Linked DNA regions of Triticum aestivum: region 1 is linked to region 2. Evidence: chromatin contacts called from public Hi-C data. All regions are on one chromosome and are shown on one strand. Each heading gives the region's core, a stretch centred on a gene start, on an enhancer-like site or on the middle of the called end of the contact. The rest is flanking DNA. Distances are from core to core; before and after follow the strand shown. Region 1 holds the start of LOC123045389 (neutral/alkaline invertase 3, chloroplastic). Region 2 holds the start of LOC123045388 (tyrosine-protein phosphatase RLPH2).

Region 1 (5,360 bases), core at 841-3,340, 210 kb before region 2:
ATCAAGTAACCCCCTTCCGGAGGGATCCATTCAACTAGCCACGGAGGGATCTGATCAGGATATATGTTAAACTTGTTGACAGCATCATAAGAATATTCTTCTGTTTTGTATCGATATATCTCATTTAGCTTTCTCTTGTCAAGCCAGTAATATTCCCTAATATGAAAAGAGAGCGCCATAAGCCTGTTATTTAGGGCACGGATCAAGTCAGCAGATCCATCTTCTGGGGTAAGCATCTCACGTGCACACAAGAGGGCTGAATAGAACAGTGACTGCACAAGAAATGAAAATGATATATGAGAAATCATGCATAAATAGCAGAAAGTAATCCTCACTCATCTACAGACTAGCAGGGGAGGATCACGTGGCACTATTAACCATAATCTTAGATTGACCTGAATAACCATGTTTTTAAAGACAGGTGCTTCGATTGGCCAATATTTGTGTTTCAGGCCAGAACTGTGCTCCGTGCAGTGAAATGAGTGATACCCAAAAAGAATTCAAGACATGTAAGAACTCTCTCATTCCTTGTGTAAAAATATACCAGACTCCATAACTGTATTTACTATTTAGTGCCTGTGCCATCGTCATATATGTTTGTGTTGCTATGGTTATGTGCTTTTTGCTGTTTATTGTGTGTGTGTGTGTGTGTGTGTGTGTGTGTGTGATGTTTCACTGCGCTGTTACTTTCGGACATTTGTGCTACCTGAATCTCCAGTGGGTGTCCATGGATACCCATTCGACGATCCATCATGCAGGAGCCATCAGTGACTAGCAACGTGGGGAACATGTCAAACCCATCAGCTAAGCAGAGCTTCAAGATCAATTTTATTCCAGTCTGGACATCGATTCTCTCGTGAAATGAAAGGTCTCCTGAACATTTTCCATATGCCCTCAATAATATGATCCACCATAGACCTGAAAACCATCATTAAGGCCCTCTTTTTTATGCTATATGCGCGTATTAACAGAGTCAACATTACCTGAATTAAAAGGTTTATTAAAAAACTTTACCCGAATCAACCGGTGCCACACGGCCTATAGCAGCCTCCCCAAAATCAGGATCGAGGACTTCCTCAGTTGCGCCTTCTTCATCACCTTCAAGCGGAACAACACGCACCTTGAAACTAGCTGGCATCAAGCCTTGCCCTGGACTGTGGCAGTCCATGGTTTTCTCCCAGCTCTATAGATGGTCAACAATCAGTTTTTACAAATTATTACAAGTTTCATACATGATAGGCAGTACATTGAGCAGAATGGTGTCCTGATTTATTGCCTTCAACTAGTAATTTCATATAGGTTGTGCTTAATCTTATTGGAACTGAGGAGCATCAAGATACATCAATGATTCAATTGCATATACCCATTATTAACAACACAAGTAAGAGGAGCATCTGTATTGACAGACACCAACCGACCGAAATACTCCTACTAGTATGAAGGGTGGGTGACCTGGAGCTGGAGCGTGTGCAGGATGAAGTTGCGGACGATGTCGTACTCCCCCTTGAGCAGGAAGGCGATGCCCGAGGGCACGAAGTCCCGGATGAAGACCTGGTCGTAGTTGAGCGGGCTGGAGTCGTTGGGGTCACAGGCGGCGATGGTGCCCACGGGGCTGCCGCAGTAGCTCACCACTGACTCCCGGAGGAGCGCCCACGCCTCCTCCTCCAGGTCGCTCGCCGCGCGCCGCCTCTGCTGCGGCGCGTGATCGGCGGCGCCGTTCAAGTCCCTCCCGGCGATATCGCCGGCGGGAGCGGGAGCGGGAGGCTTGAGGGCGGGGTCATGGTCGTGCGCTCTCGGGTTGCTGCTGGGATGCAGCGAGCTGGCGGCGCGGGGAGGGTTCCGCCGCCTCCCGCCCTTCCTCGCATGGGATCCGACCCCGACCCTGAGGGAGGTGAGCCGCGGGGGCGCCGCGCCGGAGCATCCGAGATGCAGGCGCAGCGGGGCGGCAGCCTGTGCGATCCCCATGCGATGGGAGGAGCCGTCGAATCGAACCTGTGTTGAGCCGCAAAAGCGAAACTGACGGGATTGATTGGCTGTGCGCGGGGCACGAGGGGGATGCAAACAAAGGCGTTCCAGTGGGCGAAGCGAAGCGCCGTTTTGGCTGCTTGTCGGTGAGGCCGTCCGTCACGGAGGGGTGGGCGACGGGGACCCGTGCGTGGCCACCACTCGGTGCTTCTCTCCCTATGCACGCCACGCCTCTCCCTGCCTCGATGCTAGTCTCATCTAGTTTTGCCTCTATGAACGTTATCAATCAGTTGCTTTTCCAAATTTAAAAGGCCACCCATATAAAGAATAATCCAAAGGCTAAATAAAAAAGTACGTACTGAAAAGATGGTACTCCTTTTGCCATTGTATGAGACTGCGTCAATTAATTCGGATTGGAGGGAGTGTTTAAGTACAGCGAAATCGTACGATGTTGTACAAGTCAGGAAGTGTTACATTCTCCCACAATGCTTCCCAGCCCTAGGCGTTAGATCCTCCTAAAATGTCAACCAGCCAACTATTTCCCATCCCACGATGTTAAACTGAACAGCTGCTGCTGCTGCAGGAAAGACTTTCAGCTTCCACCTACATACATCACCAAGATGCCGATTTCAATGTCCGCCGTCATCATGATCATTGTCATTGTCGCCTTCATAGTACTCGTCGTCACGATGAACCTGCTTGTCTTGGGTATGCTCTGCATGAAATAATACACACTTCTGTAAAGAAATAGTATGATGGCACGGTTCAAAAGTGGCTGAATGAAGAAGGATACAGCCAATTTAAGAATAAATAGATAACATTTATTTCATTTCAGGGGAAATTTCTCATTATGTGGCGTGCATATGCTTCGAGAGGACAATGGCGAGTTTGCACGGAGAAATCATCAAGTTTTTACTCGTCCAAATGAGCACTGTCAGACATGCCAGAGGTATTTCACTTACGATCAACACGTTCATCAGGATCCAGCTCGTCTTCATCAAAATCCGGGACATAGAAATCGGGTGGAACCTGCAAAATAAACTCATTATGTATCCGGTCTCTGCTCAGAAACAACAAACTACACTATCCTGGTGGAAGCAAGAAAAATAAAGACAACAAAAGATGCAAAGGCGTATTCTAGTCTTCACATAGTATCCATCCCCAGTTTTAATTGGGATGTTTCAACAACCAACAAGCAAATGGGAATACAAACTAACCTCTTGCATCTGAACGCCAGGTGCATGTTGTATGGCCCGCAAACTCTCCATTACTTGCACTTTGATTGAACTGAGATACGTCTTACTATTCAAGTTGTCCTGGTCCATTCATCAATAGGAAGACAAATATCATTTGCACATCTACACATCTCTAAAGAAAGAAGTTGATATTCTAGTTAAGCGTACCCAACATATAAAAACATGACGCACCAAACAACAGTTAAATCCACAACACCAGGCAGGCATAGAGTTAGAAAGATCAATCAGAAAGGTTCATACCATGTTCAGATTTGGCACTTTCAATGTATAATCTGGACCGAAGTACTCAATGTATTCATTGTCAGGGATCTCTGCAAAGAAAATGCCATGTAAAACTCCGGACAATGGATAACCACTAAGGAAGAATTGCTTACAGAAAGTAGTACTATAAGGGAAGAGTATTAGGACAGTATTGGATTCATTTTCACTTTTCACCTTAAAAGATCAAGAAAAGAAGAAAAAGAATACAAGAAAAATGCCGCTATATTGAAGGATTACTAGCTACTGACACTCAAACCAACAAGGTTAAGGGGAGCAGAACAAACAAATGAGATACCATTTGGGAGTTCTGTGTCTAGAAGAACCCCAGTTTCAACAGCCCAACAGCGTGCTACATTCTCTTTGGTGTACCCACCACCTCCTGTCACCTGCATGTTTGAAATACATGAATATCCTAGAAAGAGCAAAGATAATCATACGATGATAGTTTTCTCCCTTACCAGCAGCGGGATTTTAAATTTCTTAACAAACTTTACACATTCAGCATGGCCTGTTTATGGAAACAGATCAAGTTAGTAAGTATAATAATAGATTATCCGAGTGAGTTAGCTCAATGAAACTGAAGTCCAAAGGACCCCAAATACCATCAACGCAAGAAAATTCTCAGAATACAAAATTTCAACAGTGGGGACAAGGTAATCGCGGTTAGTTTATACATCTGGATGTTTTGCCAAATCTATAGTAGCACGTAATATCAAGTTTCAGAGAGTACCTTCTATTGAAAGATTGAAACACCCTAGGCGGTCTCGCGCCAATGAATCAGCCCCACATTGAAGAACAATAGCACCTGGCAGATATGTCTCAACAACTTTGGCAATAATCTACATGATAAGCAACATTACATACCTCAATAAGAGTAGCGAACAAGAACATGAATAAACATAAAGTAATGCACATTGACTTTTACCGTTTTAAAAAGCCGAGTAAAACTGATGTCATCTATGCCATCTTTAAGTGGGATGTTGATTGCATAATATTTTCCTTCCCTGTCTCCCATATCCTTCAAAATGACAGCCAGGTAAATCGATATGAAGAGCACATCCTTCTAAAATGAAGCTAAATTTTTTAAAGCTCTCATCATCATTACTTAACAGCACGCGATATTGAACTATTTAAAAACAAAGCAAGATGCAAGCTCTGTAAGCGCCATTTTTTTCAACATGTTAATAAACAGAAAAGCGCACATTTCTGCTCATATCGAACCTTGCCCTTCCTCTATGTGAGTTACAAACTCTAGTGATGGGGTAATTTTGATTGGAGAACTCGCAACTAAAATCAAAGACAATTGCGTAAAGAAACCCTTCCACTCATACAGATGCACGCATAAAATATGTGCAAAAATAGCATTATGGCAAAAGTAAAGACCCATTACAAAAACGATAAAGTGAATCTTGAAGTGATGGTTCAAGCATGACCGCAAGAGTTGTGTTGGTCAGTTGACAGCTTCTATTCTTCTAAGCTCAGATGATAATACATGCATCAGAATGAAGAACATCCTTTTTGGCACTACCGCTTATCAAATATAGATCATAAACCTCCACTATTCCCAAATATGATGCTGGCTATTTGGATAGAATACCGCACCAAGATTGTCCAGTAATGGAGACAAGAGTTCAATGATAAAAGTCACATACATGTTCTAGATGGACAGGAGAGAGTGAAGAAAAGAAGAAACTGAAGTATGTCACGATGGTTCCTAGAATTATTGATTACCTCCAGTACCATCAACTTTGAGTAATATTATGCTAAAACCCATTGTAACTCAGTTTGTAAATGTCTCTTCTATTTCATACAATTGAGAGTTCACATTCCAACTTTAATCGACATAAGTAAATAGGGAACAACAAACACCATAAAACC
Region 2 (5,284 bases), core at 1,931-4,430:
TAGAGGCTCACTAGGGACATGCTGTGGTCTATGTATTCACACATGTATTGCGGTTTCCGGTCAATACAATTATAGCATGAATAATAGACAATTATCATGAACAAGGAAATACAATAATAACCATTTTATTATTGCCTCTAGGGCATATTTCCAACAACCTACATAGTTGTCGAACCCGTAGGGTCCGCACGCTTAACGTTCGGTGACGATCGGTATTACGAGTTTATGTGTTTTGATGTACCGAAGGTAGTTAGAAGTCTCAGATATGATCACGGACATGACGAGGAGTCTCGAAATGGTCGAGACATAAAGATCGATATATTGGATGACTATGTTTGGACTTCAGAAGGGTTTCGAGCAAGTTCAGACATATACCGGAGTACCGGGGGGTTACCGAAACCCCCCGGGGAGTATAATGGGCCTATTGGGCCTTAGTGGAGAAGAGGAGGGGCAGCCAGGGCAGGCCACGCGCCCCCTCCCCCTCTAGTCCAAATTGGACAAGGAGGGGGGGGACGCCCCCCTTTCCTTCCTCCTCTCTCCTTCCCTTCCCCCTTCTCCTACTCCTACTAGGAAAGAAGGAGTCCTACTCCCGGTGGGAGTAGGACTTCCCCCTTGGCGCGCCCTCCTCCTTGGTCAACCGCCTCCCCCTAGCTCCTTTATATACGGGGGTAGGGGGGCACCCCAAGACACAAGTTGATCATTGATCTTTAGCCGTGTGTGGTGCCCCCCTCCACCATAATCCACCTCGGTCATATCGTAGCGGTGCTTAGGCAAAGCCCTGCGTTGGTAGCTTCATCAACACCGTCATCACGCTGTCGTGCTGATGAAACTCTTCCTCGAAGCTCTACTGGATCATGAGTTCGTGAGACGTCATCGAGCTGAACGTGTGCAGATCGCGGAGGTGTCGTACGTTCGGTACTACGATCGGTCGATCGTGAAGACGTACGACTACATCAACCGCGTTGTCATAACGCTTCCGCTTACGGTCTACGAGGGTAGATGGACGACACTCTCCCCTCTCGTTGCTATGCATCACCATGATCTTGCGTGTGCGTAGGAATTTTTTTGAAATTACTACGTTCCCCAACAGTTACTGCTTGATAAACACTGGAACTATTTTCAGAGATGGTAACCTCGCTGGACCAGGTCCATGTTATAAGTTCTTAATCCTAACAGTAACATGCATTCCTCAAATAAAGAAAGAAAGATCCAGGGGAATGGCAAACAAATCAAGATATATCTGATATATGTTCTTCATAAAGAGGTGTCAGCATGTGCTAGTTATCTCTCAATAGATGGACTAACAGAGCAAACCCTGTAGCATGTAGGCAGTGACGAATCTTCCGGGCAGGCTTTAACATGCTTGAGCCTGCTCTCCAGCGATGCAAACAATTTTTTTAGTACTAGTTTCAAAGCCAGCCCAGCCAGTCGATAGCCCTTTTGTACTGTAGTCATACAATATGCGCTCTGTTTATATGGTCTACGATTTAGTAATGGACTAATGGTAGCTAGCTTTAACAGTGGTTGGTTAAACTGTTCAAGTACTAGAGAAGAGAATCAATATAGCTAGCGGTTTATTTAAGATTCTGAGCTAATTTGGGCTACAAGATTTTGAGATATTGGCTTTGCTAAACAGAAGCTATTTTTGGTTCAAAATCTGTTCAAGTACTAGAGAAGAGAATCAATATAGCTAGCGGTTTATTTAAGATTCTGAGCTAATTTGTGCTACAAGATTTTGAGATATTGGCTATTTTGCTAGACAAAAGCTATTTTTGGTTCAAATTTCACATTTCAAAAAGTATGAAACAATTCTACTAGTACATAGTACATGTTCTCAGTAGTATTCTGGCAATTTTTAACCTTCTTTGAGCAAAAGAATTGAGAGTTAGTGGCATTTTTTTCATGCCGCTAGCTTTGCGCCCGCCCTCGGTTTTGTTCCAAGGTTCGCCACTGCCTACGCATGATTTACTTGAAGAAAAACTAGAGTGAACAATGAAGCTCCGCACATTCCTCAAATAATAGAAGAAAGCAAATTGCTGAACATGCATCCAGAGACATTGCTTAAGAGAAAAGACATGGGAGCATTACAACCTGATCCACATAGATTGAGCCTGAATCGCAGCATAGGGAAATCAATACCGTTCTTGGAACATAGCTACTGATCGTATCACCACAAATCTCCAGAATCAGCAAACCCTAGCCTAGTTTATTGAACCAAAAATCATCTGGCCATGAGAACAGTAAGAGATGGGGGAAGAAGTAATCTCATACCTTACAGGGAGAACAAACCCAGATCAGATCGAGCAGGACGACGCCGACGGCGGGCTGAGGATGAGGGTGCTCCGGCTTCTCCTCTAGTTCGCGCCTCAGATCAGGCAAGACGGCGTCGACGACGGGCTGAGGACGAGGGAGCGCGGCCTTCTAATCTACTTCGCCCCTTCCCCTGATTCACGCCTTCCCTTCTCCCCTTCCCGCGTCTGGTTCCCGCCCTTCTCTTCTCCCCTTCCCGCGTCTGGTTCCCGCCCTTCTCTTCTCCCCTTCCCGCGTCTGGTTCCCGCCCTTCTCCTCCCCCTTCATGCGCCTGGTTCCCGCCCTTCTCCTCTCGCTCTCGCGGGCTTTTGTTGGGCGAGTGTGGTGACGTACCGAGCGAAGCGACGGATCCCACACCGCGTCGGCCCAGCGGCAACCTCGTCGCTTTGTTAGGGAAGAGGCGAGTTCTTCTGCAGGATCCCGTTTTGCTCTGTAGGCGATAGGTTTGAAGGAGGTGGCATCAAGCATGACGATGTGGCGGCTAGGGCATCGGTCCACACTAGAGCGTTGTACATGCCCTTAGTGCTAACCCTATGACGCGCGCTCGGCCGGCTGAAGCTTCGGCCGGCGTGTAGACGCGAAACGTTTTCCTTTATTATTAGGGAAGATATAACTTTCAGCCCTATATGGAAACACATGCGTCCTTGCATTACGCCTACGCTTAACCTCAGTTTTCACATGCGTTTATGTCGTGTTAAAAGATTCATCTTTTGGGTAAAAAGTTGTTTCTTCGGTCAACATTTTTTTGGATGCACTTTGCGTACCCTCCTAATCTATCGATCGATCCGGTCGGGTCGAACCAGCAAAGCAGCTGCACGTGCAAACACCGGCCTGGGCGCCGTTTACAGATGGTAATTACTTCTTCCGCTCCCGGGATTAGGCTCCAAGGAAATATCGGCAAGATCACATCCACAGCCTTCGCAAGGCAACAAAATTGCAAGCGATTGCTGACAAACAGGTCGATTTCGACCGATCTCCTCCGCATATGTGGTTCTCTGCTGCCCTTGCCGCTTCTCCTCCCATCCTCCTTGTCCTCGGGCGCACGGGGAAACGACGCCGGCGGGATGGCTCCTCCCCGCGCGGTGATCTGCGTGGGTGACGTCCACGGGTACATTTCCAAGCTGGAGAGCCTCTGGGCGAACCTCCGGTCCGCGCTCCCCGCCGACGCCTTCGCCACCGCGCTCGTCATCTTCCTCGGGGACTACAACGACCGCGGCCCGCACACCCGCCGCGTCCTCGACTTCCTCCTCGCGCTCCCGGCCCGCCACCCGGCTCAGCGCCACGTCTTCCTCTGCGGCAACCACGACCTCGCCTTCGCCGCCTTCGTCGGAGCGCTGCCGCCGCCCCCCGACGGCTCCCCTTTCGCCGCCACCTGGGCCCAATACATCGACAACGAGGCCCACGAGGGATGGTTCCGCGGGCCGGGCCACGAGGACATGCACGTGCAAGGGAGGAGATGGGGCGGCGTCATCAAGGAGAGGTGGAACCCCAAGAAGGGCCTCCCGTACAAGGGCTCTATCTACGATGCTCAGCCCACCTTCGAGTCCTACGGCGTCGCCCATGGATCACCAGGTCAGTCTAGGAATTCCCCCCTATCAATGTGGTTACATGTGCTTCCATGCTGATCCAAAGAATACTAGTATTCATACTTCAATTGCTTATGATGTGAATTGCCACTGCCGAAGAAACGATCATATAATAAACTAGAGATATGGACATTAAAGTCAAAGTCATTAACAGAGCCCAAATGATGTGAGCCGTTGTTAAACCCTTACATATCCCACTTTCTCAATATTTTAATTACGGAATAGTGTCTCATCGACTGTGAAGCAGTAACACAGAACACCTTCCAGTATGAAGGGCCAGTTTTCATTCTTACAACATTGCAGTGGACAGTGCTGGAGCATAGAGACCACTTCACACTTCACAGTACTGACAACCACCTGTTTCGTCTCTAGAAAGTCTGCATAGCGCACATTCCTGACATTGCGGTTATTTACATACTTATGAACTATGATCATTATTTTTTCCGTGGAAACATTGCAATGCCTACTTTATTTAGATTAACAATCACCCTGTTTTTGGCAATACAAGAGTACACAATCAATATCGTATAGGTATTGAGTTATGTTCACTTAAATCAAATTAGTGGTTTACAATATGTGATTAATATTTATAGCACTATCATCGTGATATTAGCCTACATTAAATTAATTTGGAAAATGCTAATTATTTCCAACAATCCCCAAGCTTTATTTGTTTACTCAAATTTTGATTTAAGGCCTGCTACTGTTCTGAAACTGAACATGTTTACGGGTGTGCTTTTAAGAGTTGGCAAATGAAAACAATCTTGTAGTTCACGACTATGAATGTTAGTGGGTATTGGCTAGCACACCTGAAAGAATGCTTATTTCTGAATGGGAGGAAGTGTTCAAGGATGCCGCCACACTTTGTGGGTGCCGTCATTGGCGTGGCCGGAGACAAGTTGGTATACACGTATTTGAATATGCGTAATGCCAAGGAACCGTGGAATGCACTCGAAGCTAAGTTCGGCGCAACTGATCTAGGCAATCAACTGTATGATACGGAGCAGTTCCATGACTTAAGGATGGTTGACAACAGTCCCGTGCTAGAACAAACTCACGAGATACAAGCGATCGCTAAGGAATTTGAGCTCTTTAGGTGTGGGCGACTCAGACAAGTTTATCGCCGGATGCATTATTGCTAATCAGGCCGGGCATTCGGTTCCCACGAACCGATTGGTTTGGTGCTTTGGGTGTGGAGAAATTCGGTTTTCAGAATATGCTAACCGATCGGTTTCTTCAAAAAACGTTAACCGAGACTTTGGTCCACTAAAACATCATTTTGGTGCTCGGTTAACACAGATCAAGACTGATATTCTGTAAAACGCAATTGATGCATAAAATCTGAGCTTCAAGTGACCAAACACAACACATCTCCCATGAAAAACAAA

The links. A called contact is a pair of places that touch in the nucleus more often than the background predicts.
Region 1: a Hi-C map of leaf shows a contact between it and region 2, with 3 times the contacts expected there. The contact joins the promoter of LOC123045389 here to the promoter of LOC123045388 in region 2. A contact is called at or near these places in 2 of 5 Hi-C or Micro-C datasets (both in leaf).

What each region holds. Positions count from the first base shown.
Region 1 is chr2B:451,293,978-451,299,337 of IWGSC CS RefSeq v2.1, reverse strand. LOC123045389 (neutral/alkaline invertase 3, chloroplastic) reads right to left here and starts at 2,090. Exons shown (of 6, transcript XM_044468422.1): 1 at 1,453-2,090; 2 at 1,015-1,183; 3 at 707-918; 4 at 1-272. The coding sequence starts at 1,965. It overlaps LOC123045390 (histone deacetylase 9), which reads right to left. Exons shown (of 14, transcript XM_044468428.1): 7 at 4,408-4,500; 8 at 4,213-4,321; 9 at 3,941-3,990; 10 at 3,778-3,868; 11 at 3,462-3,532; 12 at 3,183-3,281; 13 at 2,928-2,994; 14 at 2,322-2,680. The coding sequence ends at 2,595.
Region 2 is chr2B:451,082,527-451,087,810 of IWGSC CS RefSeq v2.1, reverse strand. It overlaps LOC123045388 (tyrosine-protein phosphatase RLPH2), which reads left to right and starts at 3,180. Exons shown (of 4, transcript XM_044468420.1): 1 at 3,180-3,882. The coding sequence starts at 3,375.